2 separate regions of the Mus musculus genome follow, and region 1 is linked to region 2. A link is a contact called in public Hi-C data. All regions are on one chromosome and are shown on one strand. The core of a region is the stretch at or near the end of the contact, and the rest is flanking DNA. Distances in the headings are between cores, read along the strand shown.

Region 1 (6,050 bases), core at 2,102-4,601, 150 kb after region 2:
CCACTGCCTGGCAGTTATTTTATTTCTTAAGAGCAAAATAACAATTGTAGGCAAAGCACACTAGGCTGACGTAACTAAACAGGGCTGACCTGGAACACAGAGGCTGTTCTATGGAATCCTCCAGAATCCTGTAAACCAAGAGACAGCATGGCAGGGTGGATAGCTGGCACGGAAGGTTCTCAGTCGGGCACCAGCATCTGCAGAGGGGTACCTAGCATCATCGTGTTGTCCACGAGATCATTTTTCTTTTCTTTTTTAAAAGATGAAGTGTGGAGAATGCAGGAAGGCTGGGAATATCACACAGGATTCACTCTCCTCTATGAACAAAGCATAAGGCGGCTGTGGGGCGAAGCCCACCGCCAACCCTCAGGAATCCTGTGTCTCCCTTCTCAGCAGACTCCATCCTGGTGGGACTCTGAGCATGATAACTGCTCCAGCTCAAGTCTCTCATACACAGGCTGCTCGAGGGACCACCTGGGCCAAGGTGTGTCCACCCTGAAGTGCCGGTCAGGTTCAATGCCTGTTTTCAACGCTTCTGTGCGAATGCATGTCTCTATGTTTGATGGCCAGTTTAATAGTTTTTAGCACAGGGGAAGGGGGCTGATAATTCCTCATTTGACGCCATAGTCACCAGGAGAACCTAACAGTCTGATATTTTCCAGATGCCCATATGTGGTGAAGAGGGCACTGCTTTCTCTCTCCCTCAGACTAGAATCTTCTTTAGAGGTTTTTTTTTTTTTTTTTTTTTTTTTTGGTCCCTGCTGGCCTCTTTCAATTGCCTCGTACAACACTGGTTTAAAACTAAACGCAAGAAACACGTAGAGTGACTCCACACAGCTAAAACGTGTGATGTCTTGGCTCTTGTATTCCTGGGAGACCAGAGAAACTATACCTCACATTTTTCCTCTGTACAATGGGACTAGAAACAACACCGCCCACCATGGTAGGCGCACTGAGCTGAGACCAGTATTTGACTTGTCTCATTTACTAGCGATGCCTTGACTTCCTGTTGAAGAGTTAGTGCAACCTCACCTCTTTCTGTCAACACCATTTAGGAGACTGATAAAAAGAAAATTGCTAGGAAGGTTTTCTGGAAAGTTCTATTTATAGAGAGACACCTAAATGGACAAAGAGGGTTAACTATAAATAGCCTCCTTTGCATGTGAGGGTGAGACCTGTGCTGGTACCTATGTGACCTTCCCCTTCCCAAAGGACTTCATACTCTTGTTTGTTCTGTGACAACACAAGCCATACCCCGTGTAAAGTATTTGACACAAACTGAATCCGGGAGCTTCCTGCCAGGCAGCTACTGTCGCCTCCCATCACTGGATGTTATTTACTCCAGCTGAGTAGGCGTACAATACGTGCTATGTAAATTAATAGCAGTAGGTACAACAGTCTGGGAGTTGCACAGGACCTCAGTTCGGGAGAGAGGTTATTTCGCAATCATTTCCCATAAACCTTCCCCTCCCACTTCCAAGTGTGAAGTGTGTGTCTGTCAACGAATCATCCCACTTGCCACGCCACGCCAGGTCTGGCAGGGCAGAGGCAGCCACCCGGCCAGTCTCTATCTCTGGATTTGGCAGCTTGACACCATCTGGCGGAATCCTATGAGGAGGCTGCCTGTGATGCATCTCTGGGTCCTTCATGGCCCAGCTTCCCTCCCACACCAAGATCTTGCCACCAGGAGAGCTTTGGCAATTGAGCTAGGTGGTCCTCTTTCTTCCATTACGCCTCTTCCTCACTGCCTCAGCCCCTCAGTTTTTTGTTTTGTTTTTGTTTGTTTATTTGTTTGTTTTTTTACAAGCTCTACCCAATGAGTTCCGAGGGCTAAAGCCTCATCTCAACTCGTGGAAGATAGCAGCCTCTCCTCCCAGACCTGTGTTTGGCAGTTGTTCTGTGGTTAGGCTAACATGTAGCTTCCGTGGCTTGCAATACTACATAGGTTTCTACACACATGACAGAGGTCCTAGCATTCCTAGCCAGATCCTCACGGGTGTGGTACACTCAACCATTCACAAGTAACTTCTGTGTCCCAGAGTTTTCAAACATCCTGAAAAGACCCAGCTCAGGGAGGGGGCAGGAGGTGGCCCACCGCTTTCTCCCATGTTTGCTTCCCATTTGTTTTGAAGAACTGGGGTTCCTACCCTGATATTTACTCCTGTGCCCCAATTTGGCGTCCGTCTCATCCTTCTGCCCCCCAGGAAGGCTCTTCTAAGAAGGGGCAGGCTGAGTGTGGAAGTGAGTATTCACTGTGATGACTGGCTTGCTCAAAAAAGCAGCCTTGCAGGCCACACTGAGACGCTACTCAGCCAGCCTTGGGAGACAAAGACGATGAGAGTCATAGACAAAGAACATTCTAGATGGAGCTCTGAGAGGCTGTCATGGTCTCAGGATTGGATTACTTCATTTGCTGCTTCTCTCTAGAGAAGTCTCTCTAGAGTCTCTCAGACTCTTATGTGTTAGAGACCTGTTTCTTCCCCTTCTTCTTCCCCTTCCTCCTTCTCCTCCTCCTCCTCCTCCTCCTTCTTCTTCTTCTTCTTCTTCTTCTTCTTCTTCTTCTCTTCTTCCTCTCCCCCCCCCCCCCCCAGTCTCTGGAAGAACAGTCAGTGCTCTCAACTACTGAACCATCTCTCTAGCCTCACTTCCACAGTTCAGCAGAGCAAGCAGCTCCTTGGACATGATTTGAATCAAATACCTTGTACCTTGCATGGCTTGTATTGTCACAGAACAAGCAGGAATGTGAAGTCCCTTGGGGGATGGTGGGAGAGGGCCACAGTGTTGACTATGAAGGTCTTACCTGCACATGCAGAGGAGGCAATTTATAATTACTGTCTTTGGCCATTTAATGGTGTCATTATAAATAGAACTTTCCAGAAAAAAAACTTGCAGAATTTTTTTTTTTTTTAAATCGGTCTCCTAAATGTCATTGACTGACAGAAGGGTGAGTTTATATTAACCTTTTACCAGAAGTTAGGCCATGGCTGGCAAATGAAACAAGTGAGGTGTTAATGAGGTTGGGAGGTGAACGCCCCATCCAACAGAATGATATGTGCTTTATGTGGACTCTTTCACCAAACACCTGTCTCCTCCCCCACTCACAGTGAGTGGCTTTGGCAAAGAGACTGGATAATTCAGGTAAGACATGTTTGTATTCTGGTTGCTAAGGAGATGGCAAACCTGTTTGCTTAGCTCAAAGCATAGGCGTATTAGGTAAGAGCGCTGCCCTTTAGATCTGGGACCATTACTAAATCTCTGCATTTCTTTTCTCGAGGCATGCCGAGTCTATTTGTGGCATGTTCCACTTCCTCAGATTTCCCCTGTCTCCATCAGCTTTTACACCTGCAAAAATGCTGGCATGAAAAAATGAAATCCAAGGGAGACTTGCCTGTCTTCGCTAGTCGCAGAAAATCAGACAGCACCCAGCAAGGAGAGAATTCACAGCTTGCTCTGCTCCTAGTACTAGAACCGTGAGATGGGCAGGGATTCCCTCATCCCAGGGGATTAGTGACCCCCAAAGGACAAGTGACCGAAGTAGAGAGAAGCGGCTGCAGAAGGGTTATGTGAAAGGAGATTGGGAGCCCACGAAGACCATGCTGGCCTTGAGAGGAAAGAAAAACTGAAGCATAGATGTTGGTTTCATAAGAGACCCGTTGGATGGTGGCTATTCATGTCCAAGAGCGACAAACGCAAAAGTTGGGCCTGGGTGGGAGAGTACACAAGATGTGGTTAAACACATCACTAAGGTTCCTTTAAAGCCACTTACTGGATGGACGATGTGTCTGGCAGGATGGAAGGAAGCTGGGGGATTCAGCAACTGCTCTGTTTTTCCTGGGAGTATACTTTATGTAGCCTGCCAACTAACAAATCCTTATAGAGCCACGACTAAGTGTGGGCACTGGGCATCCAAACTCCAGCCCTCATGTCTGCATGGCAAGCCTTTTCCCAGCCATATGTGAACATTCCCCAGGCATGCTCAGCTTTAGACACAAATGAGACGGACAGCACAAGACCAGGCTCTGTTTCCTCAGCTCTGTCCCCCACCCACAGGGCTTTAGTCCTTTTTTAGTCACCTGGGCCGTGCTCCTATATCTGAGAATTCCTAGGCTGCATCCCCTCAAGTTCTGTGGCCAGTTTAACTGTTCAGCTGTGGGTCACAGCACCGATGTCAGCCGTCTGTTCTCTTAGGGTCCCACAGAGGTGGTCAGATGAGAATCTACTTACTAATAAATCAAGTTGTAAGCAACAGAACAGTTCCTTCTTTAGATCACACACCAACCACAAAATTGCATAGAGATGAGGCTGTGACGACTCCACCCTGCCCTGTCTTTGCTTTTAGAGTATCATCTCCTGGAGAATACAGTCTTAGGGAGTGTGTGTGTGTGTGTGTGTGTGTGTGTGTGTGTGTGTGTGTTCCTCTGAGTGTGTGCATGCATATATGTGTCCAGAGGTCAATGCTGACTGTCTTCCCTGTGCTATTTTCACCTTATGTATTGAGACAGGGTCTCTTACTGACTTTAAACTCACTGAGTGTCTAGAGTGGCTGACCAGCAAATTTAGGTCTCTTCCTGTCTCCACTCTCCAGGGCTGGGAATACAAGCATACACCACCACACCCAGTGTCTTCCATGGATGCTGTGTGTGCAAGCTCAGGTCCTCACATTCACGTAGCAGACAGTTCATCAATGGAACCATCTCCCTGGCCTCTCTGCCTGCCCCTTACACTTCAGCAGATGAGGAGAAAATGTACAAGGAAATGTGTGGGGCAATGGGCTATGCACAGACAGCTTGGTCTCCAGTCAGAGGTGAAGTCTTGAACCCCAGTGGAATCTGGTGGGTGGGAATTTCCACCAGGACAGAAGGAAAGCGTTCGTTCAATCATGTCTCCTGGATCCCTGGCTCCTGTCAAAGTTACCATCCCCCTCCCCACAGCCCCCACAAGGGAGGCTTGTGGCTAACAATCACGTAGACAATGGCCCAAGCTTCTGTCATTCTGGCTAGACTTCTCCCCACAGTTACCTAGCAACAGCAAGATAGCAAAGAGGGGCTGTTTGGCCCCTCCTCACTCTCTAAGCTTTTACCTTTCTTACTCTTTAGCCCTCCTCTCTCTCTCTCTCTCTCTCTCTGTCTCTCTCTCTCTCTCTCTTCCCCCTCTCTCCACGTGGCCATGGCTGACCTCTCTCTCTCTTTCTACATTCTCTCTTTCTCCCTGCCTTTCTACAATAAAGCTCTAAAACCATAGACTGTCTCTGATCATCAAGGCCCTCCGTGCTTAAATGATGGGATGGGCTTTCTCCTAACGAGCAGTGTCTATCCTCCCAATGGAAGGCCTTCCTATGCTGCAGCCGCGGACCGGACTAAGGACTCTCACCTGGGTGAGAACCATCCAGCGCCTCCTCTCCACCTGCCATCTCTTCCCCATATCTCCAGGGCCGAGTGCCACCCCGGGGTCCCTAGTCTGTTCTTAAGCTTCTTCGCCATATCCAGCGTGGGATGCCGGAGACTGAGAACCTGGTACCTGGGCTGCTCCTTGTCCACCACCCGCCATGTGTGGTCAGTGGCCTAACACAGCCAGATGCCCACCCCGGACCGCGTGGAAAGCATCCGGCAGTCCTCCCGTGTCTGCCTGCCCAGAGCACCGAACTCGGGCTCTCTCCCACTCTCCTCTTCCCCACACACCCACGGCCCTACAGAAAAATGGACAAGAAGGAGAGATAAGTGTAAAACATTCTATTATTGCATAAATGGGGAGGTGCTGCCTAAAAGATGCAGATGAAGGGGCAGGTATATCCTGCGATAGATAAATCAGGCTAGAGAAGGAGAAAGCCTAGGGGTGAGGCTATCGAGGATGCAGAGGTGGACATCCTAAACCATGTCTCCATAGCAACCCAGGCTTTCCTCTAAGCCACCTGCCACGATGCCTTGGAACCGCTACTTCAGTCCTCCCTTTAATTCATGTGCTTCATAAATGAGTGCTTTAAGCTCTATATTCCCAGAACCCAGCTCAGCTCCTGATAAATAGAAGGTCTTCAAAACATACAGCAGCTCGCT
Region 2 (5,948 bases), core at 1,838-4,337:
AGACTGAAGTAAACCATAAGAAAGAAGTTAATTCTCATGAACGTGTTTCTTGGGCTGGCGATATCAATTAGGGTACTAATGGCACTGCTCATCTACCTGCTTTATGCATAACTATTATTTGACACAGAAAGGTCAGATTCCTTCAGCTATTAAGACAAGGGCTTGTGTTGGTCACTGTAGGAAATATGGGAAAACCCACTAATTAGAACTTTACGATAAGTTGGTGTGAGTTGGTCCTGATCGCACATATTTTTGATGTAGGATGTTTATCAGTGTTTCTTGTGCCCGCAGAATAAATAAGGACCCAGTCCATTCACTTAGTCTCTAGGGCAGGCTCTTTTCCGTAGCTGATGGATCTAAGTGTGTTAGATACAGATAAGCCAACTGATTCAAAAATATTTTTAAAGGCTCTAGAATTAAAGTCCAGGTTTGTCTGAATCCAAAGATTACCATTTTGTATTTTATTTTATTTTATACTGACCTGTGAAGAAGTTGAAATCTTCCTTTTACTAATTAAAAAGTTAAAATTTGGGGTTGGCAAGTTCTTCATCCAGATAGACCAACTGCCTTCCATTTTCAATCACGAGTTACTCTTGACTTCTACAGTCTAACTGGCCCCAAGATTACACTGGGCCAGTTTGCTCAGGCAGAGCCCTGCCAAGACCACTCAACAAAAGTGGGCGTGAGGGCAGACAGCTGTTCAGGATGGTGTTTGTTGTTTTAGTTTGCTGTTGATGGTTTATTGCCAGTGTACACTAGCCTCATCAGGATGGAGGCTCTGCCTACAGTACTACAAGCCTAAGCCTCGTGAGAGTCAGAGGTGCCACCCACCCTCCATCCTCACCTCAGTGTTCCAGGCAGACAGTGGTGGTGGGTAGGCCAGGGTGTGGTCCCCTCTAGTGCATGTGGGAGGTGTGTCATACTCTGTTGACTGCCTCTGTGCCCACATCCTGTTAGTCTGCAGGACTGTATGAGCATAACAAATATTGACCCCAATTTCCCTAAGTGTAAGCTTCTCTCTGTTTATTGGCTGAGCAGTTTGGAAGCTACTTGTGTGCGAGAGCTTGCCCAGCCCAAAGTGCCTTCAAGAAGCCACACTTTATGTCTAGGGATCCATGCCAAGAACCCACATTGATTAAAAACTCTTGATTTCTTGTTTCTTAAAAGAACTTAGGTGTTAGTAACTTAGGCATGAGGGTCCGGTGCCTGTGTGTTGGTAATACTCTCAGAGGTCCTTCTTCAGGAAGTATATCTCTCAATTCATAGGTTTCATACACACATTACATTCTCTGAGCCAGACTGGCATGCCTATAGTTCCAGCATTTGGGAGGCAGAGGCCAGAGGGTCAGGAGTTTAAGGTCATCCTTAGCTACACAGAAAACTCAAAGTCAGCTTACACTACACTTTACAATACACGACTCTTCCTCCCTGGGCTGCTCTCTCTCCGTTTGTTTTCCCAGCTATGTGTTCCCTGGTACAGAGGGACCCATATCTGGCAACCAGATTGGTGATGGCAGCTCTACCTGTTAACGAAGAGATGAGCTTGGGATAGCGCTCTCACCTGTGCGATAGCAATCATGGTCACACCTGTGCGACGGGCTCCTGGGGATTAGTGAAGTAACGCAGCCACTCTGCAAGAGCTCCTTGAACGTGGGCTGTCTGTGGTCATCACTAGCCGGCTTGTGTGTGGGCTTGCCGAGCGTGGGAAACGACACAGGGGTCATGGGCTGTGTACTCATGTTCAAGTCCACCCTACCGGCCATGTGTGTAGTACTCTTTGAATGTTTACCTTGCACTGAGCTTGTGCATTGAAGTATGTTTTCTTGAAATTGCATTTATTTACTTCAGGGGTCTCTCGCCCGAGCTCGCAGCCAAGCACACAACAAAGCATGCACGCAGGCAGACATCTTGTGGGAGCAGGTTCACTTCTTCAAGCAAATGGGTCGATGAAGCAAAGGCACGCCATCAGACTTGGCAGCGGGTGCCTTTGTCCACTGAGCCATCTCCTAGGCTTGATAATGTGGCTTTTTGACTTGTAAAACATGTTTTTAATTTTAGCTCAACTGGAAACTTTCAAATGAATGCCTTGCTTCGAAGTATTTTAACAAACTACAAACAAACGAACACCAACACCTTAAGATTCAATAGCATTGGGCCAAGTACTCAAGTACTGACACTAATCCATAGAGGTCTATCTCAACGGCATGTTCTTTTGTTTCATAGTCCCTGTGCATATTCACTGAACGTGTCTAATAATACCATTTGAGTCAGTGGGCACACCTGTAATTCTAGCACTTAGGAGGTGGAGACTGGAGAATCAAGAGTTCAAGGCCATCCTTTGCTATATAGTAGTATAGTCAATGCTAGCTGAGGGTATATAAAACCCTTTCTTCCTTCTTTCCTTTCTTCCTTCCTTCCTTCCTTCCTTCCTTCCTTCCTTTCTTTTTTCTTTTTTCTTTTTTTTTTTTTTGGTTTTTCGAGACAGGGTTTCTCTGTGTAACCCTGGCTGTCCTGGAACTCACTTTGTAGACCAGGCTGGCCTCGAACTCATAGAGATCCACCTGCCTCTGCCTCCCAAGTGCTGGGGTTACAGTCATGCGCCACTACTGACCAGCTATAAAACCCTTTCAAAAACATACACTTACACACTGAAAATAAAAATAAATATATTCTCATCTTGGACCTTACAGAAATCTGGATTGTAGGTGGCTCCTTCTCTATGGCTGAGCTGGGTGGATTTATACAGTCTATATTTAGAGCAGCTGTTCTCGTCTTTCTTAACGCTGGGACCCTCATGTTGTGGTGACACCCCCAACCATGAAAATGTTTTTGTTGCTACTTCATAACTGTAATTTTGCTACTGTTATGAATAATAATGTAAATATTTTTGGAGGTAGAGGTTTGCCAAAAAGATCACAACCTACAGGATGAGAACCAGTAATCTGGAGTATTCTGGGAACAGAGGGAGGAGAGAAGCAAGAAAGCTTGTATTTGGTTTTGTATCAGACAGCTGTGCTCCGCTGTAACATACTGTCTCGTTTCAGCCACACAACATTGCTATCCTCTCATTACAAACAGCACACGCTTGTTGAGTAACTCCCTCAAGGTCAAGTAACTTGCTACAAAGAGGCAGAGCAGGTCCTTAAAAGCAGCCACTTAGTACACCAAGCCCATTTTCTGCTCATTATGTTGTGTCAATGGATAGAAAATTAGCTTATCAGAGATTTTGATGGCGTAAGTGGTCTGCTGTTTGTTGTTGTTGTGAAGTTCTCCATGAGAGGAGAGTGCACAGGTGTGAGCCTCAGGGCACAGGCTAGAATACCAAGGCTGGGGCCACCTCCTTTCTTGGTGACAAGGTTCCTGCTCACCCTAGAGTTTATTTTCTAAATGATCAACCATCATCTCCCCCCCCCCTCCCCAAATGAGGGGTGTAACTAATCTCCAAGAAAGATCTGAGTCTTCAGTTTACTTGTGGCTCTAGACTTCTCAGCCAGCACTGGAAAGCCAAGGGGCAAGTCAGAGAGTTTGAGCAAGTGGAAACAGGATGTGTTCCATCCTGAAGGTAATTAGATGCCCAGTGTAGTAAACGGTAATGAGGTAGATGAAGTCTCACCACAGAAGGGCTTCTCATTGGCTGACTAATGCTTTTCTTACCTGGGTAAATATTTTGCAACAGTTACCTGGGTGAAAACCGACTTCCTGTAAAAGGGTTGATTTAAAAATCAAAACAAAGCAGAGACTCTTGTGGGTTGTGTGCTATGTACTGTGTAATTATTTCCCAACTAATGATACTGACTCAACTTTATGCAAAGGGGAGACTCAGAAACAGTTCTTATTGGCTAAGGCATACTCTAAAGTGAGTGCCTATTGCTTAATAGCTTCAAAGGTGAGGACAACTTTTATTATTTAAGCAGAATTCATAGCTGGTGAAGCCACTTATTTTTTTAAAAGCTGTTTAATTTAGTGTTTGCAATATAGTAGTCTTTTGTGTGGTTTTAGGCGCCAGAATAGCCTGGGCCTAGAAACTTCTTTTGAGACTTTCAGTTACATAATTAATATAATACATTGGTTTCTGATTGGTATTGAAAAAAAATCAAAGAGATTATGTCCAATTCAGACAAGACACATTTTTTGAGTGACAAGCCTTTGCTAGGCACAATGACAAGAATAAAAAATGAGCCAGGCAGTGGTGGTGCACGCCTTTAGTCCCAGCACTTGGGAGGCAGAGGCAGGTAGATTTCTGAGTTCAAGGCCAGCCTGGTCTACAAAGTGAGTTCCAGAGCAGTCAGGGCTATACAGAGAAACCCTGTCTCGAAAATAGAAAAGAAAGAATACAAAATGAAATAGTCCATGAATCCTCAAGTGGTACTGTGGTGAATTTTTCTTTATTTTCTCTTTTATCATCCTTCTCCTCCTCCCCCTCATCTTCATCATCATTACCATCTTCATCTTCATCATCATTACCACCTTCATCTTCTTCATCATCGAGAGAAAATGTGTTATCTTTTTAAGTTTAGCTTAGTTTTCTTACCATGATGACCTCTAGTCCCATCTATATATTTTTTTTCTGCTAACAATTTCATTCTCTGAGTAGATCTACTATAAAACAAAATTTATATTCTTCTTTACATTCAAATAAAACACCATTTGCCTATGGTTACCACAGTTTCTTTCTCCATTCCTGTACTGGCTGGATTCGTAGCTTGGTGGTTGTGACTCTTGCTGCAGAAAACATGAATGTGCAATGTTCTCTGTATGAAATTGACTTAGATTCCTCCAGGGATGTGTGTAGGATTGGGACAGCTAGGTTACACAGTTTATTTTAGTCTTCCAAGGAAACTCCATTCTGATTTTCGTAGTCCATGGTATCTAAGGGGTGGGGGTAGGGGGCTCTTTTCCTGCATCCTTCCTAGCACTTTATGTCCATTGCTTTTAGCTTTTTTGATGATCTATGTTGGGTCTTGAAGGTTTGTATTGTTCCATCAGAAGCAGGAAGGGAATGGGAGGGGTACAGGCAGAAGGATTAATGCGTACACACGCACTCCCACAGGAGCTCCTGCTAGCCCGTTGCCTGCAACCGAAGGGTTAGATAGACAGTGGGGATGGGTGGGGCTCTGCAGAGGAAGCTGGGAAGGTAGGAATGCTGGACAGAGCAGGGCAGGGCTAGGAGAACCCTGGCTGCAGGGTGAGGCATCCAGCATCCTGTAGATTAGAGGCAAAGGACACCCTGAAGGAAGGGAGATTGCCAAAGGTTCAATCGCCTTCCCTGGCCGGGCCTTAGGCTCCGTCTCAGCCACCAGTCACATGTGTGTAGGACCTCATGATATTCATTTGCATATAGCCTCCCCTTGGTGTCCCCTAACTCTGTCCCTGGGAAGATCACAGACTAAGGAAGGCCTTCTTGACTGTGCATTTGAGGACTTGGCTGGCTCTGTTCCCCCTCACACCATCTGTAACTCTGGTTCCAGGGGATCTGACACTCTCTTCTGTGGCATCTGCACACGTGTGGTGCCTTGTAGGCTCACCACATCGGCTCACAGCCTCCCTGTTGCTTCTTTCGCAGTACCCTTAGAGCCACATTTCCTTGAAACCAGGGCAGGCACCCACTGACAGCTCGTACCTTCTGCCTCCATCCACGGATCTAGAGCACCCGAGCTGCTCTCTTTCCTCTATTCTGACTGCTCAAGGAGAGCTTGTGTGATGCTCAATCCAGATCAGTGGAGGAACGCAGCCCACAGTGTAACCACTGAAAGTTCAGCAAAGGGGCTATAAGAGCTGGGAATGAAAATGTGCCCCTCAGGAAGAACAGCCACAAGCAGAAAAATTCATCATAAGGAACAGTTTTCTCTGAGCTGATAGATGGCAAAACAGCAAACTTAACTGAATTTGTTCTTGTCCACCACTACATGATTTCTTATGTACTGGACATGTTTAGATCAATGATAGAG

The links. Hi-C and Micro-C count contacts between places; a contact is called where the count stands out from the background.
Region 1: a Hi-C map of epidermal suprabasal cells shows a contact between it and region 2, with 2.3 times the contacts expected there. The contact joins two enhancer-like sites. A contact is called at or near these places in 1 of 39 promoter capture datasets (liver), 5 of 484 Hi-C or Micro-C datasets (bone marrow-derived macrophages, cerebral cortex, embryonic stem cells and 1 more) and 3 of 115 datasets of contacts at active chromatin or transcription factors (embryonic stem cells and pancreatic cancer cells).

What each region holds. Positions count from the first base shown.
Region 1 is chr14:76,730,315-76,736,364 of GRCm38.p6, forward strand. No RefSeq gene overlaps it. Among named protein-coding and RNA genes, the nearest start is that of 4930431P22Rik, 27 kb to the right of the region's middle. Within about 2 kb of position 3,352, at least 39 of the 459 cell types and tissues checked have an H3K27ac peak or open chromatin away from gene starts, as enhancers often do. A contact at or near this core is called in epidermal suprabasal cells, where this site is marked.
Region 2 is chr14:76,579,069-76,585,016 of GRCm38.p6, forward strand. No RefSeq gene overlaps it. Among named protein-coding and RNA genes, the nearest start is that of Serp2, 25 kb to the left of the region's middle. Within about 2 kb of position 3,088, at least 38 of the 459 cell types and tissues checked have an H3K27ac peak or open chromatin away from gene starts, as enhancers often do. A contact at or near this core is called in epidermal suprabasal cells, where this site is marked.